Linked DNA regions of Zea mays: region 1 is linked to region 2. The links are chromatin contacts, called in public Hi-C maps. All regions are on one chromosome and are shown on one strand. Each heading gives the region's core, a stretch centred on a gene start, on an enhancer-like site or on the middle of the called end of the contact. The rest is flanking DNA. Distances are from core to core; before and after follow the strand shown. Region 1 has its middle 14 kb from the start of LOC100283075. Region 2 overlaps LOC100273149.

The links. A called contact is a pair of places that touch in the nucleus more often than the background predicts.
Region 1: a Hi-C map of endosperm shows a contact between it and region 2, with 3 times the contacts expected there. The contact joins two enhancer-like sites. A contact is called at or near these places in 4 of 25 Hi-C or Micro-C datasets (ear, endosperm, leaf and 1 more).

Annotation. Positions count from the first base shown.
Region 1 is chr10:15,468,885-15,474,418 of Zm-B73-REFERENCE-NAM-5.0, forward strand. No RefSeq gene overlaps it. Among protein-coding and RNA genes, the nearest start is that of LOC100283075, 14 kb to the right of the region's middle. Within about 2 kb of position 3,102, at least 19 of the 20 cell types and tissues checked have an H3K27ac peak or open chromatin away from gene starts, as enhancers often do. A contact at or near this core is called in endosperm, where this site is marked.
Region 2 is chr10:15,334,945-15,340,441 of Zm-B73-REFERENCE-NAM-5.0, forward strand. It overlaps LOC100273149, which reads left to right. Exons shown (of 9, transcript NM_001360219.1): 8 at 4,216-4,229; 9 at 4,560-4,990. The coding sequence ends at 4,662. Among protein-coding and RNA genes, the nearest start is that of LOC100273149, 32 kb to the left of the region's middle. Within about 2 kb of position 3,912, at least 3 of the 20 cell types and tissues checked have an H3K27ac peak or open chromatin away from gene starts, as enhancers often do. A contact at or near this core is called in endosperm, where this site is marked.

The DNA.
Region 1 (5,534 bases), core at 1,852-4,351, 130 kb after region 2:
ACTGATCCTGGCACGTACATGGTTCGCATTCGGTTTGCCTTTTAAAACCGGGTGTGACATGTTAGTGCCCTGTTCATGTGATATCGTGGCCGTCGGAGGAGCGCTTGAGCCCTGTAGAAGCACAGCTGTCGGGGCTGTCGGGTCCTTACTGACGTCTCCTTGCTTCCGTAGGGGGCTGAGAACCGCCGTCGTCATGGGAGCACGCGGGGTGCCATCATTACTTGTTTTACCGGAGCGAGCCAGATGGGACGCCGGTCTTGTTCCCCGTAGCCTGAGCTAGCTTGGGGTAGGGTAATGATGTGTCCCCCTGTAACGTGGTCGGTCCGAGCCCAAGGTCGGGCGAGGCGGTGACTCCTCCGAGGTCGAGGCTGAGTCCGAGCCCTGGGGTCGGGCGAGGCGGAGACCGTCTTCCGAGGTCGAGGCGGGGGCCGAGCCCTGGGGTCGGGCGAGGCGGAGACTGTCTTCCGAGGTCGAGGCGGGGGCCGAGCCCAGGGGTCGGGCGAGGCGGAGACCGTCTTCCGAGGTCGAGGCGGGGGCCAAGCCCCGGGGTCGGGCGAGGCGGAGCTTCCTATGGCGCCTGAGGCTGGACTGTGCCGCTGTCAGCCTCACCCTGGCGGGTGGCACTGCAGTCGGAGCAGGGCAGGCGGCGCTGTTTTCCTGTCAGGTCAGTCAGTGGAGGGGCGAAGTGACTGCGGTCACTTCGGCCCTACCGACTGAGGAACACGCGTCAGGATAAGGTGTCAGGCGATCCTTGCATTGAATGCTCCTGCGATACAGTCGGTTGGCGAGGCGATCTGGCCAAGGTTGCTTCACTGCGAAGCCTGCCCGAGCTGGGCCTCGGGCGAGTCAAAGGTGTTCCCGTTGCTTGAGGAGGCCCTCGGGCAAGGCGTGAATCCACCGGGGTCTACTGTTCCTGCCCGAGGCTGGGCTCGGACGAGGCGAGATCGTGTCCCTTGAGTGGACGGAGCTTTGACCTGTATTGCGCCCATCAGGCCTTTGCAGCTTGTGCTGATGGTGGTTAACAGCCGAGTTTAGGAGTCTTGAGGGTACCTCTAATTATGGTCCCCGACACATGTTCTTCTGTCTATTCTCCTAAAACGTCTGCTCTCAATCATGATTTCGCGCTACTCTATGCACCTTCTCGTGGCTCGATGTACTCAAGCATACAAGTAAAGGCATGTAATAACTCATTCAAAATATTTTTAGGGGAAAATAGGGATTTGTTGGGATATTTTATTTTTGAAAAGAAAAATTTACGAAGATAAAAATCAGAATATTTTTAGGAGCTTTTGGAGATGCTCTAAGCCTCTAACCTCTTAGAACGTTATGAAAAATGAACCCAAACAAGGAAAGGTACTCGTGTGTAGGAGTTTGTTACATGCAAAGATTACAAATGCAGCGAACACGCTTTGGCAGATTGAGAAAAAGTAATCCTCTATATATGTGGAACCCGTATGTCTCTCTCCCCATCTTCTCTCTCAAGCGAGACCCCAACTATAGCACCCAAAATCTTATTTTAAGGATTTATGAAATTCTCTAGAGGTCTTGAATTAAAATACCCTTTTAAAAAAACTTTTCTTAACTTGAAGTTACTCCTCCTCAAATTCTTTCCTAATAAAATTATTACTAGATGAATTAAGTTATCCCTTTAGGGAACTATACGTGTAAGTAATCACTAAAGGATGTAAGATAAAGCATCTCTCAATAAAAGTTATACAATAGGAATTATTTTCTTACAATAACTAGAATTTGTGTGTATAAATTTCATGTTTGAAAACATCTACTTAAATAAGTAAGATAATAAACAAATAAATAAAAATCATGTCTTGCAATCATGTTGGGATTTTGATGGTGAATTTGAATTGACTTAAAGCTTCAACTCTATGTGAATTGAATTAAAACTTGGAAATTGAAAATATGAAAGAAGACTGAAAATAGAAAAGAGAATAAACAGAATAAGCCCGTGTTGGGTCGCTCCTCCCCTTCGGCCAGCTCCTTACTCGGCCCACTCTATTGTCCCCTTGTTGGCCGGCCCAAATTACACCCGAGCGCCTGTGGCCTAACAGGTAGGGCCCGGCTTGCCAGTGCCCCACCCCGCACGCTCGGACTCGGACGTCTCACCGACATGTGGGGTTGAATAGTCAGTTCCGTCTTCCTCTCGTCCGTTGAATCGGGTCCCCAAATCTAGCCACGTGAAGACTCAAAGAATTGCGCGCCTCGCTCCTGCCACATGGGGCCCAGCCAACCTCTCCTCACCCCCTTGCTCTAGGCGCGATCGTGGGTCTGCAGGTGGGCCCTCCTTAACAACCTCCAGCTCGCCTCTGCTGCAAATCGCTGGGAGTCCGACCTCCGTCAACCCCACGGCTTATTCGGTCACGGTTGTTGCGCCTCACCCCCCCGGGCTACAAAACCAAGCACAGCCGAGTCGTGCGCAATCCCTCTTTCCTTCGCCCTAACCATCCCTACCGCTTGGGCATGGAGGCCGAAAGAGGAGAGAAATCGAAGGGAGGGAGAGAGAGCCGCCGACGTAGATCCACGGGTGCACCATCGTCATGGCCGAGGCTTCACCAAGTCTCGTAGGTCATGATCGCGACTTTGTCTGGACGGATTACGTTCCGGTTAGCCCAGAATTGCTCGCCGGAGTCAATCCTCTACCGCGGTACCCCGCACCGCTATGAGCAGTTGTACTACTTCGCGAACTTCCGGTAAGATTGGCTCCCATGCGTTTGCCGTGTTCTGTGCGCCGTGTGCGTCCTCGTATCAGGGTTCTCGTGGGTCGGTTTGGGGAGTTTGTGTCCTCACGTCAATGGCGTCGCCGTTCCCGGGGCGCGCCACCGTCCGCAGGTGGCCGATGTGGGAGGGATGCATCATGGCCCTTAGATTTGGGATGTGCAATCGCAGATTGATGACTCCATACCCCTTCGCTATGGAAGCTCGGGCATCGTTGGATTCTGTTTGGATGGATGGAATTAGAAGTAGAAATCCCCTTCAGGCCATTAATTCTATACCATCAATTAGAAGATCAGTGGTATAGATTTGATCGGGGCGCATTAAATCTCGACCCTTGGATCGGGATCGGGCGGGTCGTAGCGTGCACCGGTTCGCTTTAGATAAAATATAATCCTAGCCCTTGGTTTCTAATCCAGCGGCTCAGATCCTAGCATACCCCTTCGCCGCGGGATAATTGCTAAAGAGACCTTGTCTTTTTATGAAATAAACCCACCGTCCTTACTCGTACAAGAATCAACGCAAAATAGCCTTGGAATTGATAGTTTAGACCCTGTAATCTTCGAAATTTATGGCCCCAGTCCAGATAGCTGAGAAATCCATTGAAATAAATATAGAAATCATTTTAGTGCACAAATAAAGTCCCAATCTTAGAAAATTCATATCTCTATAATTTTAACTCTTTTTTGATCCATTCACGTTGCATTAGATCCATAATAATATTTTTAGCCCCTGATAGCTTTATTTTGTTATAAAACCTAAATGAAAATTATGTACTTAATTTCTTTTGTACCCCATTTCTAAAACTTTAGAAAATCCATATCCCCTTTGTTTTTACTCAGAATTGATCCATTCCAATTGCATTAGGCTCAGGATAATATTGTCTACCGCTTAGTAACATTATTTTACTATGTAACTTAGTTATAAAAATAACACTCATTTTGTTTTATGTTTAACACCTAAATTATTCAGAAAATCATAACTCTTACACCTTAACCCCGATTTGATCCATTCGAATTGCGTTAGCCTCATAGAAATATTTACTACACAATAGCAACATTAATTATATGATATCACGTACTTCTATAATTAAGTAACTAATTGGACTAATCTATGTTTATTGAATTAGATTTTCTAATATTAATATAGTATTATGATCTTATGGTTATAATTTGACTAAAAGATGATCTTTAATCAAATAATGACTCATATTAAAGTAGAATTAATTATTCATAGAATATTCTCTCATATGGTGTATACTAATCAATTTATAATATAGTTTAATATTTAAATCACATAGATCTTCCATAAATCATAACTCCTTAATCGTAACTCCGATTTTTGTGGTTCACGAACCCACGACCTCGTAGCAATGAGTAGATTATTATTATGTGGTTTGTTCTTATGTTTGGTGTAATGTTAGTTTTGTCTATACCATGTTTGGTTGTGTTGCTACGACTAGCCGTGAGGTCACGAGAATCTGAAGATCATCCTGGTACCTGGAATCTCAAGTCCCAGGCAAGTTGTGCCCTTGACCACTTTTATTATCCAATAATGTTCTTTATTATCACTTATTCATGCATAGGATTAATGATAGTCGCCTAGAGGGGGGGTGAATAGGGCGAAACTGAAATTTACAAATATAAACACAACTACAAGCCGGGTTAGCGTTAGTAATAAAGAAACGAGTCCGCGAGAGAGGGTGGAAAAACAAATCGCAAGCAAATGAAGAGTGTGACACGTGGATTTGTTTTACCGAGGTTCGGTTCTTGCAAACCTACTCCCCGTTGAGGAGGCCGCAAAGGCCGGGTCTCTTTCAACCCTTCCCTCTCTCAAACGATCCCACGGATCGAGTGAGCTTTCTCTTCTCAATCACTTAGAACAAAACGTTCCTACAAGGACCACCACAAGTTTGGTGTCTCTTGCCTCAATTACAAGTGAGTTGATCGTAATGAAAGAATCAAGAACAAAGAAAGCAATCCAAGCGCAAGAGCTCGAAAGAACACAAGCAAATCACTCTCTCTAGTCACTATGGTGTTGTGTGGAATTTGGAGAGGATTTGATCTCTTTGGTGTGTCTAGAATTGAATGCTAGAGCTCTTGTAGTAGTTGGGAAGTGTAAAACTTGGATGCAATGAATGGTGGGGTGGTTGGGGTATTTATAGCCCCAACCACCAAATGTGGCCGTTGGGAGGCTGTCTGCTCGATGGCGCACCGGACAGTCCGGTGCACACCGGACAGTCCGGTGCCCCCTGCCACGTCATCACTGCCGTTGGATTCTGACCGTTGGAGCTTCTGTCTTGTGGGCCCGCCTGGGTGTCCGGTGCACACCGGACAGCTACTGTTCCTTGTCCGGTGTGCCAGTATGGGCGCGCCTGACTTCTGCGCGCGCAGAGCGCGCATTAAATGCGCGGCAGAGAGCCGTTGGCGCGGAGATAGTCGTGCTCCGGAGTTGCACCGGACAGTCCGGTGCACACCGGACAGTCCGGTGAATTATAGCGGACTAGCCGTTGGCGTTTCCCGAAGCTGGCGAGTTCCTGAGGCTGATCTCCCTTGGCGCACCGGACATTGTCCGGTGTACACCGGACAGTCCGGTGAATTATAGCGCGAGTGCCTTGGAACTTCCCGAAGGTGGCGAGTTTGGAGCTGGAGTCCTCTGGTGCACCGGACATTGTCCGGTGCTCTCAGACCAGAGGGCCTTCGGTTCCCACTTAGCTCCTTTGTTGAATCCATAACTTGATCTTTTTATTGGCTGAGTGTGAACCTTTTACACCTGTGTAATCTATACACTTGGGCAAACTTAGTTAG
Region 2 (5,497 bases), core at 2,662-5,161:
AACTCCTTCCCACCAATCCTCAAAGGAAGAGTTCTCATGGCTAGGAGCAAGGTGCTGCAACCCGACAGATTTCATAATCTGAAACCAAACTTCCCGTGAGAAAACGCAGGAGACTAACAAATGGTTTAGCGTCTCTTCCTCTTGATCACACAGGGGACATAATTGAGGGTGAGGCAGTCCTTTCTTTGCTAGGCGGTCTGCTGTCCAGCAGCGACTGTGAGGCAGTCCAGGGATTAGTGATCTTTGGAACCTTGGTTGGGCCTTGCGGGTTCCATGGCCATGGCTACAAAAAACTGATCATTCAAAGCCTTGGTCGGAGTTCTCAATTAAAGTGTGTGTTGTAGTGCAGAAATTGTTTGCTGAAGCTGTTGTTGCTAAGGTTGGGGATGGTGCCAATACCCTTTTTTGGAAGGATAAGTGACTGGATGGTAGGTGTATTAAAGACTTAGCTCCATCAGTGGCTGATTTGGTGCCCATCCTCCTTGCTAACAGGAGGCTGGTCAAGGATGTTTTGCCTAACTTCGTTGGATGGCTGATCTGCATGGAAATCTCTCTGTTACAGTTATTGGTGAGCTTATGGATCTCTGTGAGGTTATGGAAGATATGGAGATTCAGCCTGGTATTACAGACCGCCATATTTGGAAAATTTTGTGCTTCTGGAAATTACTCAGCTAGCTCCGCGTACAAGGCTCTTTTTCAGGGGTCAATTGGGTTCGAGCCAGCAGAGAGGGTGTGGAAGTCTTGGGCTCCCCGGAAATGCAAATTCTTTATTTGGCTTGTGGAGCATGATAGATGTTGGACTGCTGATAGGCTTGCAAGGCGCGGATTGGATCACCCAGATTGTCTCCCACTTTGTGATCAAGATGATGAGTCCATTAATCATTTGTTGGTCTCATGTGTGTTTTCTAGACAGTTCTGGTTTCAACTTGTAAAGATTGGAGGGCTGCAGTTGTTGTGCCCGGCGATTGATGATGCATGTTTTGAAAATTGGTGGCGCACCTGCTCTTACAAGGTGGCTAATCACTAGAAGAAGGGCTTCAATTTGCTGGTGATCTTAGGGGCTTGGTCTATTTGGAAGCATAGGAACAAGTATGTTTTTGATAGTTGTAATGCTAGTTTAGCTGCTGCCCTTCGGGTGGCTAGAGATGAGGCTTTGTGTTGGTCTTTGGCTGGTGATAAAGCTCTGTTTGGTTTCTTCCATCTAGACGAACTGCTGGCCTAGTGGTAGGTGGTGTGGCAGGTAGTCTGCTCTCCCTTGTGTGGTCGGAGTCTGCTCTCCCTTGTTCCCGGTGTCTCTCGGGATTTTTTTTTGGAAAACACAGGAGAACTGCGCCTCAATATATTAAGAAGAAGAAATAAGTCCAGGTCAAAGAGACCTGGACAGATTACAAGGCCTCCTTAGGGAGGCCAGAAACACAGGAAACTGCAAAAATCCATCAAACACAACCTGCAACTCCCTAGTCTCCAGGAATTAGGGCAGCAAGGTATGAAAGACCTTTAGCCCCGACCATTTCCCAAGACTGCCTCCTCCCTAGCTAACTTAATGGACAGATCTAAACTAGGAGTACAACCATAAAAAACACAACTATTTCGAAGCTTCCACGTTGTCCATGCTCCTAAGGCCACAAGCGAGTTAAGACATTTACCAGGAAGACCAGTAGCCAACCCTGAGATTTGCTCCCACCAAGCCATAAAAGAAGAATGTCCTGGCTGGGGAGCCAGACTTTGAAACCAAAACGGTTTAAGAAGAGTAAACCAGAACACTCTCGTGAACACACAGGAGACAAGGATATGGTCAATAGTTTCAGCTTCCTGGTCACAAAAAAGGCACCTAGCTGGATGATCCAAGCCTCTCTTTGCAAGCCTATCAGCAGTCCAGCATCTCTTGTTAGCCACCAGCCAAAGGAAAAACCGACACTTTGGAGGTGCCCAGGTTTTCCAAACCAGGTGATAGTGACCGAAGGACGTTGATCCAACAAAGAGGCCTCATATGCCGACTTAGCCGAGTATTTACCATCTGCCGCAATACTAAATATATGCTTATCTTCCACTTCAGGCTGCAGCACTATTTCTGAAAGAAGCTCCCAAAGGTTCAAATAATCCACTAGAACTCCCACAGACAGAGCACCCTTTATATCAGATATCCATTTTCTGTTGGAAAGAGCCTCAAGAACAGTTCTTCTATTCGCAATCCTTTTAGGAATGGTGGCAAATAACCTAGGCGCCAGACTACACACATTCTGTCCCAATAGAATTGTTTGTATTTTGAGGATCTTTCCCCTTTTCTTTTTCTTCTTAATTCAAAAATGCGCAGTTCTCCTGCGTATTCCAGAAAAAAAGACTCCCATGGAACTCATTGTTCATCTTAGTGCCACTGATGGTGAGCCTCTTATTGATCCTACCTGCTATCGTCATATAGTTAGGAGTCTTGTTTATCATGGTGTCACTCATTCTAATATTTCTTGTTTTGTGCATATTCTTAGTCAGATTGTTTCGGTCTCTACTCAACTCCACTATAGTCACATGCTTCGTGAGACTACTTGTGTCATCTATTCTTTCCACGCACAAGTTCTTTATAACTGCAGACCTACTATGATACTCTCCGAGCTAGTGAGTCGACTAAGAAGTAGACAACAGTTCTAGTTTGACTGTTCGAGTGAGTTGCGTGCTATGGCTCTTGTGACAAGGATGACTTGGTTATAGTGGTGGTTTCTGTTTCTATGTCGACTCCTCTTTTGACAGTCAGTACAAGTGCTATTAGTATTATGATTCGTTCAAGCATGAGCTATTAAGCATATAGGTGTTGATGCCTATTACATGTGTGAACAATTTCAAGATGATATGATTGATATCTTATGTGCCTTAGAGCTTCAGTTAGCTGATTTCTCCACGAAGGAGACTAGAGCTCATCATAGGTTTTATCTAGCCAAACTTAGTGTGTTTGATCGACTTTGAGTTTGAGGGGGGGTGTTAGATGCCTATGCATGTGCAATAACGATGTTTGTGGGGGTGGGGGGGGGGCATATGGTAAGCTGAAATTCAACATCAGTAAATGCACAAAAGTGAATAACATAGTCCGACATAACCCTTAAGGAGAAATATTGTTGTACCCCTTTTTTTGACAATTAGGGGCAGGGACATGGCGAGTGCTGCAGGCTGCAGCACCGGTCCAAGCAACAAAAACTCTTACAAAATGCTGCTCCAACTAGTTGGCACCACAACATCTTATAGTTAGAATCAAGACATACTAGGACTAGCAGTGTAGTTAGCATCTTCCCTTGCCTGTGTTTTGGCTCCGCCCCTGAAAACAACTATCATGTATGAAATATTATGCCATGAAAGATGAGTATACAATGCGTTAACATGTACAAACTGGTCTGGTTAGGCTGGATCCTGTGCAACTGGTCCTTATCGACTGCCATGTCATATCAATCATACTACCAACCACGCTATCAACCGTCATCAGCTTTTATCTACCACATCCCTCCTATGCCTAGTCTATATCATCACCCTACAGTCGCCTTAGCACCATATCCGCTTTTCTTTTATAGACTTTTATTTAAAATAAAACATAATGTTTTATATTGAAATAAAAATTCATCCGAGTACATAACTAAGTAGATAAAAATCACAATTCATTAAACATATATAATAATTATATAATTTCTAAAGCTAACAAAGTACATGACTCATAAATATATTTTTGGATCTTTTGAATTTTTAGGATTTTTTCCATTTTTTTTAAAACCGTAGTTGACTTGGGGGCACGCATGGACCAATTTGAATGTGCCATATTGCAAAACCTGGTTGGTACCGACTAGCCAGTACTGACCGGTCGGTACCGACCGGTTTGGCTTCAACGTGGTCGGTACCGACCGGTCGACAGCTTCACTGACCGGCTAGTCAAACCAACTGCGGTTGAGACCAGACCGGTCGGTACCGACCGGTCCAAATGCCACGTCAACGGTCGATACAGCCCTGAGTTGGATCCTGCCTTATATGCATTGTACAGTCATGGTACATCCACATGGATATTGCACAAGTAATTGCTGGACTTCTGTTAATTTTCTTAAATACACCTGTGGTTCTTTTATGACCACAAAAAAATTATACTAGTTCTTAATTGGCTCTCCATTTTTGTTTGCTTGCTTAACCATTAATGCTCTTGTCTTTCTGTAATCATGTTGACGTCAAACCGGACTACAAATATTCCAGAGGAAGTCTGATGAGTAAGTTGTTTGTGCATTTACAACCTCATACTAGTCCAGTGTTTTCTGTTTGTTTTAGGTTCAGTTTCATATACTAGTCCAATGTTTACTGTTTGTTTTATTAACATCTACCATGCCAAACAAATGCCATCAAGACGTTTTTCATGGTTGATTTAATGAAACTGATATGATGTTCTTGAATTTTCGATAAACTTAGATTAAGTCAGACAAGTTTGACACAGTACAGAATTAAAACACGTTACATTTTGAGAGTGGGGGAATACTACATAATTAAATGCAGTATTGTGTCTTCCTGAAACTATTTTGTGACTGCTACTTCTCTTTTGACAGTTATATTCTGGAGTTCGATGACGATGAGGAGGACGGTGCTCTGCCGCAGAGAGCCGTGCCGTTCTACAGGGTGGTTGCCCTGCCGGAGGGCCACAGGCAGTAGTGACATTTGACGCAGTTCTGCATTCCTAGTGTAACATATAGCGCAAGGTAGGGTGTCTTCAGTGTGACAATGTGGTGGTCATATCTACGCGAAACGAGAGAGAAAACAAGGACGTGCATGTAGCACTTACATGTGGGGTCCTTGTATAAAAGACGATGACGTTTTTTTTTCAATCTGCTAGAGCACGTCTATGTAATTGCAATCCAGTTTTAATCTCTTATATTATACTTTAGAGAGAAAGGGCATACTGTAAGGGTCTATTTGGCAACAATATTTCTCAAAATTATAGTTTTATAATACTAAAAATATCGTAGTTTTTGTCAGCTCCAAAAATAGAAAGGTTTTGAGAAAGCGTTGTTTGAATATTGGGTAAAAGCTAGCCCGAAAACTTTAGATCGGAGTGGAATTTTCTGTGTATCTAGAATATCATGGTTTTCAAAAATAGTTTTTAGGAATGTAACCAAACATGTTACGACATAAAACACTACTCTATCTTTCCAAAATATTTGTCCTATTTGTGTCGATTAAACTTTTTCAAATTTGATCAGATTTATAGAAAAATATTAGAACGTTTGTGTCTCCAAACAGTTTTACTACAAAAATAGGTTTGAATATCTATCAAATCTATACTACTTATTAAGATATCAAATCTATACTACTTATTAAGACAGTAAGAGTAGTCTGCCTCCTTTTGGTTCTGTCGTTCTGCCTTCCATACATCTGAACCGTCCGTCCGTGCTCACACGTACATCATCCACCCCAATCTGCGTGACACAACGAGCAACCCCACGCCCATGCCGCTACCATCGCGCAACCACCCTTGCAATGGAGATTT